Regions from separate parts of the Rattus norvegicus genome. Here region 2 is linked to region 1. The links are chromatin contacts, called in public Hi-C maps. All regions are on one chromosome and are shown on one strand. The core of a region is the stretch at or near the end of the contact, and the rest is flanking DNA. Distances in the headings are between cores, read along the strand shown. Region 1 has its middle 23 kb from the start of Psmb3l2. Region 2 has its middle 33 kb from the start of Psmb3l2.

Region 1 (3,219 bases), core at 220-2,719:
TTACAAATGGGGCTGTCTTTGTATTTATGAGGAAGACATTCTTTTCTGCTTATTTTCTTAAAGACAATGTTTACATTAAATGGTTCTCGAATGTAAATGCTATTGTGTCTTAGTTTGATTCTCTGTAATAAGACACTGACCAAAAGCATTGTGGGGGTTGAAGGATTTATTTGGCTCACACATCCTGATGGCAGTCAAAACACTGAGAGAAGTCAGGGCAGGAACTCAGGCAGAGGCTGGAACCATAAAGAAACACCACATACTGGCTTGCTCTTCCTGGCTTGCTCAACTGCTTCCTTGTATCAACCAGGACCCAGTGGCAGCACCTTCCACCATAATCTGGGCCCTCCCACATCAAGCATTAATTAGGAAAATTCTGGGTGGTGGTGGCACGTGCCTTTAATCCTAGCACTCAGGAGGCAGAAGCAGGCAGATATCTGGTTTGTGGTCAGCCTGGTCTACAGAGAGAATTCTAGGACAACTAGGGCTATGTAAAGAAATCTTGTTGAGAGAAAGAAAGAAAGAAAGAAAGAAAGAGAAAGAGAGAGAGAGTGAAAGAAAGAAAGAGGAAGGAAGGAAGAAAGAGAAAGAAAGGGAGAAAGGAAGAGAGAAAGGGAGAGAGAGAGAGAAGGGAAGGGAGAGGGAGAGAGAGGAAGAGAGAGAGAGAAAGAGAGAGAGGGAGAGGGGGAGGGAGAGGGAGAGAGAGAGAAAGAGAGAGAGAGAGAAAGAAAGAAAGGAAGAGAGAAAGGAAGAAAGAAAGGGGAAGTGTGTTCATGGAGTCCTTGTCTGAGGTAACAGAACCTTTTATTTCCCACGAATTCACTAGCCATGCTTATGTAGTTTCTTGGATGGCCTATTTTTCTTTTCTTGTTTTTTCTTTTTTTTCTTTACATGTTGGGAAAGTGGTTTTAGAGTCTCACAGTCTGTAAACTTCCTGGCTATCTTACTTTCAGAGTTTATCTGGGACTTTTTTTTAGTTTTCTATTGATTCTTTGTGAATTCCATGCCACGCACACAATCCCACCCATCTCCCTGTTCTTCCATATCAGTCCTCTTAACCTCCCCCACCAAAACAAAACAAAACCCAAAATGTGTCACCGTGGAAGTTGCATTGTGGCATGGAGTGTCATCATGTGTCACAGTGTGTCATACTGGATGCCCTTTTGCCCAGTTTTACTTGCAAATGTTCATTGCAATGAGTCATTGGTCTGGTTCAAGGTCTCTGGCTTCTGCTCCACGATCAATACTGGATCCTCACCTGGACTCCTCTCCGATATTGTTGCCCTGTGTCATGGAGATCCTGCAGTTTGGATGTATAAGACCATCCCCACTCCCTTCACATGCTCCAGCAGTTCATAGATGGGGTAGATGTTGGGGTGAGGCAACTCAAAGCCCTGGATGTGGGCCTCGGTGGTAGCTGAGCTGGTGAGCCCGCCAGCTCTCCTGCACCTGTGGTACCAGGTCTGGCTCTCCTGCCTCCCGCAGCCAGCAATAGATGGAGCCAGCTCTTCTGAGCTCATGCTGTGGGGGCCAGCTCTTCTGAGCTCATGCTGTGGGGGCCAGCTCTTCTGAGCTCATGCTGTGGGGGCCAGCTCTCCAGCACTGCTCTGGTGAGGGGTGGGGCCTTAGCTGAGACTTTTAGATGAGGTCTCCTAGTGTTGTGCTGTATCTTTCTGTTTATATATAGGGCAAATCCTGAGGCAGGAGCCTCAGGTCTTCTGGACCTTTCTACCAATGCTGGTTACTGTACAAACCTATTTAGAAAGCTTACACTGCTTAAGGCAGAGGAGAAATCTCCCACACTGAAAAGAAAACTAACCTTCTTTTTGCCATGCCAAGACTTCCCCGGGGTACCTGGTGGTCACCTGGAGTGATGGAGCTTTTGGGTCTCTAAGAGCAACACTCAGTGGAGCAGAGGCCCATCCTGTCTTCAGAGGGCGGGGACATGATCTCTAGTCCTGCTTTTCCTTCCCTTTCTTTCCATCCCTCCTTCCCCTCCCCTCTTCTTTCTCCTATGGTGAGAAGTTACTTTTCACTGCCTTGGTTCCTCATAGCACCCCCACCCCCCGCATGCATTTCCGCTTTATAGTCCTACCTTTAGGCCGCCATGTCATTGAGGAGGCCGTCGTTATCCACCTGGGGGAATATATGATTTGCCAGGGCAAATGTCATCAGTTAGGTTTGTTCTTGTCTCTGTAATCATTTCCTCTGGTGCTCTTGGACTGTCTTTATTTTATTCTTGTTGATGAGAAAACAAAAACAAAGACCTCCAGAACCCAAATAATAAAAGTTAATTTGTAGTGTCTGGAGTTTGGCTGTCTGGTGTAGTTTTCTTCTAACATCTGGAGTCCTAACTTGAGAAGTTTAAATAACCTTCAGTAAGCTTAGTCACGTATATAAAATCTATTTAAAAAGGCATTTTTGTTTTGTTCTGTTTTTTTTTTTTTCCTTCTTCTGTTTTTACCACGGCCTCATGTAGCCAGGGTTAGCCTAGAATTCACTATATAGCTAAGGCTGTCCTTGAACTTCTGATCCCCCCTGCCTCTATCTTCTAAGCACTGGGATTACAAACATAGATCATTCCTTCTTATCTTTTTGTAATTCACTTCAACATAAACCTTTTGTAATTTACCCGGATTGTGTGATTAATCATCTTTACTGATTAAATTTCATACATGTACAAGATGAGGTTTGTTTTCTCTCAGCTCACCCCTCCCCGTTTGTCTCTCTCCCACCTCCGCCTTTCTCCAGTACGGAGGGAGATGCACCTCTAGGCAAGTCTGCAAGGACAGTTCTGAAGGAGCAACTACGAGGAGATTTCCTCTTCAGGGCGGGTAGCCCCTTCTCACTGGGGCTTGGATATCAGGAGGTGTGAGAAAAACCACCTGGGCCTGCCTGCCCTCACTGTCAGGGAGATTGCTTCTTTCTCTGTTGTGACATCAGAATTGAGCTCCCTGGGGTCTAATGTGGCCCCAGGAACAGGGAGTGGGTGAGTAGGAATCAGAAGTGCTGAGGTACACAGTTCTGTGTGAGGAACACCTTCCAGCTTCTCAGTCTTTCTGGCATACAGGCACTTGTTGATTGGATAGCCCACGCCTATTAGTTGTAAGCTGTTGTAGTAAATCCCCTTTACAACACACACACCTACACTTTCCGTCAACTTGTTTTTCTTGCAGTGGCGTCAGTCTTCTGTCCTATCGTGTGTCCCATGCTGCTAAG
Region 2 (3,219 bases), core at 456-2,955, 56 kb after region 1:
ACTCTTAACAGCTCTTAACATTTTGAATCCCCCCCCCTCCCCAAGCTGGGGACCAAACCCAGGGCTTTGTGCTTGCTAGGCAAGTGCTCTATCACTGAGCTAAATCCCCAACCCCAACATTTTGAATTCTCAATTTTGCTTTACAGTTCCCTTAAGCTCAGAGATTTTTAAACCTTTAAACCAAAAAATATCTATTTACATAATATTAGCCATCATATTTCTCTCTTGAGTGATACCCTGAATTAAATCCTCAACTCTGTGGTGGGTACCTGTCTTAGGGTTTTAGTGCTGTGAACAGACACCATGACCATAAGGACAGCATGTAACTGGGGCTGGCTTAAGGTTCAGAGGTTCAGTCCATAATCATTGAGGCAGGAGCATGGCGGCATCCAGGCAGGTATGGTGCAGAAGGAGCTGAGAGTTCGACATCTTCATCTGAAGGCTGCTGTGAGGAGACTAATTTCCAGGCAGCTAGGTCTTAAGCTCATGCCCACAATGACACACCTACTCCAACAAGGCCACACCTCCTAATAGTGCCACTCCCTGGGCCAAGCTTACACAAACCATCACAGTACCTGTTCATATTGGGACTTGATTGCCATCAGCTGAATAGCTCCTAAGTGGGAATTTATATATCTGGTTAAAGCACTAATGATGCAGGGTCAACCCTAATCAGCAGGAGCAGGAGGCAGAGTAACTAGCCAGGAAGAGCCCAAGAAAGAGAATGGGAACCAATCGGGTTGATTTTTTTTATTTGTTTGTTTCATTTCCTTTCCTTTTTTCCTTTTCTGGCCTTTTCCCTTTCTGCAAGTCCCCTACCCCCACCCCTGCCAGAGCATAGCTAAGTTATCACTAGTGATTCCTTAATGGTTTGTATAGGAATAACAATTCTCTTCTAAAGTTGTACAGTAACCTCCTTGCTCTTCATAGAGCAGGTCAAGTGCTCTCCCATGCTGTAGAACCACCTCAGTTGATGCATCCACCTGTTCTTCTAGCTTGGCAATAGATTTTTTTCTAATATAGACAGATCCTGATTTATTTGGCATCCTAGATCTTTGAAGTTAATGCCAGCCATTATTGTACCAGTGGTTAATGTCAGCCATTGCTGTACCAGTGGTTAATGTCAGCTATTACTATACCAGTGGTGCTGAGAGTGACTCCTGCTGTTTCTAACCCTAAGCGTATTATGAGGAGTATTACAAGGGGAATTACACGTTTTTTTTTTCTCTTGAACATGGAGGCTGGGAGAGCTTGTGTGGTTTTGCATATATGTTTTCTCCCTACTAGACTATCATAAATGTACTTCCAGGGGTATAGGGATACCAAGGTACATAATTTTGGGGATTGATACATCTGCCAAATAGGCAAGCAAAGTTGCAAACCATCTTCACATGCAAACCAAAGTTTCAACCAGGCAGTGAAGGAAGGAATGTTCACCTGACGAGTTGGTGGCCAGGAGCTCTGAGACATTTATAGCAAATTTGTGTTTACTCTTAAAGGGGATCTAGACATACATCCAATGAAAAGCAAAAGGGAACATGGTTACGACAAACAAGGTTATTAGTCTACAATCTGCATCTGTCATATCTTTAGTCTATCTTCTCAGGCCTCGGTGATGATCCATTTTCTGCAGCTGGGTTGTGGTCCCCTGTGATGTACTTCATCTGAGAGTGATGTATCCAGGTGCAGATGTGGTCTACCTTGACAGCAGTAGGGGTGGTCAGGATGATGAGGTGTGTTCCCTTCCAGCCAGGTCCCAGCTCCCCTTAGATCTAATATTGATCTAATATTCTAGGCTTTTCTTGAGGATAAGGGGTGACATCGGGGGGTTGGGGATTTAGCTCAGCGGTAGAGCGCTTGCCTAGCTAGCGCAAGGCCCTGGGTTTGGTCCCCAGCTCCGGGGGGAAAAAAAAGGGGGGTGACATACTCTCTGCTGTAACTGCTTCTCAACTAAAATTAGGGCCTTGTCAGGACCCGTGAAGACTGAAATGCCAGCCAAAGGCTAAGAGTTGGAAGTTCAGGCAGTGGGGGTAGGAGTTCACGCCAAGCATCTTGTTTGTTGACCCAGCTGAAGTCATGGGGACAATTGTATTGACTGGACTGATTTACATCAGCTTTCAGCAAGTCTGGGCTTGCAGCCATTTGGAGAACTTTGAAGTTTGCAGCTGATTTCTGAATAGTATCTGTCTGTCAGCCAAGTGTAAATGTACTGAGACAGATACAGACTGGGGACAGAAGTTAAAGTTTAGGAACTTAAAGGAAGATCTTCCATTTAGAACTTCCCCCTTTAGGAACTAGCAGTAGGAGGGGAAGCTTAGGCTGTTGGTTGACTGGAATAGTTACTGGGACCCATTTGTCCTGTAACAGGTGACTCCTAGTCACAATTCCCTGACGTTTACAGGAACTGAAAGCTTAGAAAAAGAGATAAAAGTTTTAGATATATTAGCATTACCACATTTTGTGATAAGAGTAGAAATCCATTTGTAGGAAAAGCAGTAGACCCACACCTTGAGAAACGCCTTTTATTCTCTACTTAGAAAATAACTAAAGGAAATTTAAAAATTTTGATCTCGTGACCATTGTAGTAGTAAGTGTTTTCCAGAGTCAGATTAGCCATTTATCAAAACTCCATTGATTACTATGTTAAAATTCTGAACCTTTAAAGTCTTAACACCATATATAGTCTCTAAGTTTTATCATTATTATTTTTAATTATTTTCTCAGACCCTTACAATTTTCATAAACCTCAGATTTTTTTCCTCAATTTACTATGAAACACAATGATTACTGATCATTGCAAAGCAAGTTCTTTAAAATAGGAGAATAGTAAAAAAAAAAAAAAAAAAATACACTGAAAGCTGTTTTGTGACTTGGCCTTACAGGAGACCTAATAGGCAAGGCAAGGCCTGATTCTCACAAATAAAATGCACTGACCAGGCAACTGCTGCAAACGGATAAATCTACAGTTAGCGATTAACACTACCAGAAATCTGGGAAGGATAAATTGGAGCAGGAAGTATAAGACAAAGGACCTCTGTAACAATAAAATGACAAAGACTTACCTGCTACCTTTGGCTCCTCCTTAGCCATCTCAGCAGAGGCAGAAAGGCTTCAGGCTCCAGTGATCACGCAGGACAGTATTAACCCTTTGACTGCCACAAAGGGCAGTGTCAGCCATCAGCTGCTAGTCCCAAAAGATCCAGGAGACTTTCTTGTGAT

The links. Hi-C and Micro-C count contacts between places; a contact is called where the count stands out from the background.
Region 2: a Hi-C map of liver shows a contact between it and region 1, with 9 times the contacts expected there. The contact joins two enhancer-like sites. A contact is called at or near these places in 3 of 12 Hi-C or Micro-C datasets (kidney and liver).

The regions. Positions count from the first base shown.
Region 1 is chr3:139,101,437-139,104,655 of GRCr8, forward strand. No RefSeq gene overlaps it. Among named protein-coding and RNA genes, the nearest start is that of Psmb3l2, 23 kb to the right of the region's middle. Within about 2 kb of position 1,470, at least 4 of the 93 cell types and tissues checked have an H3K27ac peak or open chromatin away from gene starts, as enhancers often do. A contact at or near this core is called in liver, where this site is marked.
Region 2 is chr3:139,157,061-139,160,279 of GRCr8, forward strand. No RefSeq gene overlaps it. Among named protein-coding and RNA genes, the nearest start is that of Psmb3l2, 33 kb to the left of the region's middle. Within about 2 kb of position 1,706, at least 19 of the 93 cell types and tissues checked have an H3K27ac peak or open chromatin away from gene starts, as enhancers often do. A contact at or near this core is called in liver, where this site is marked.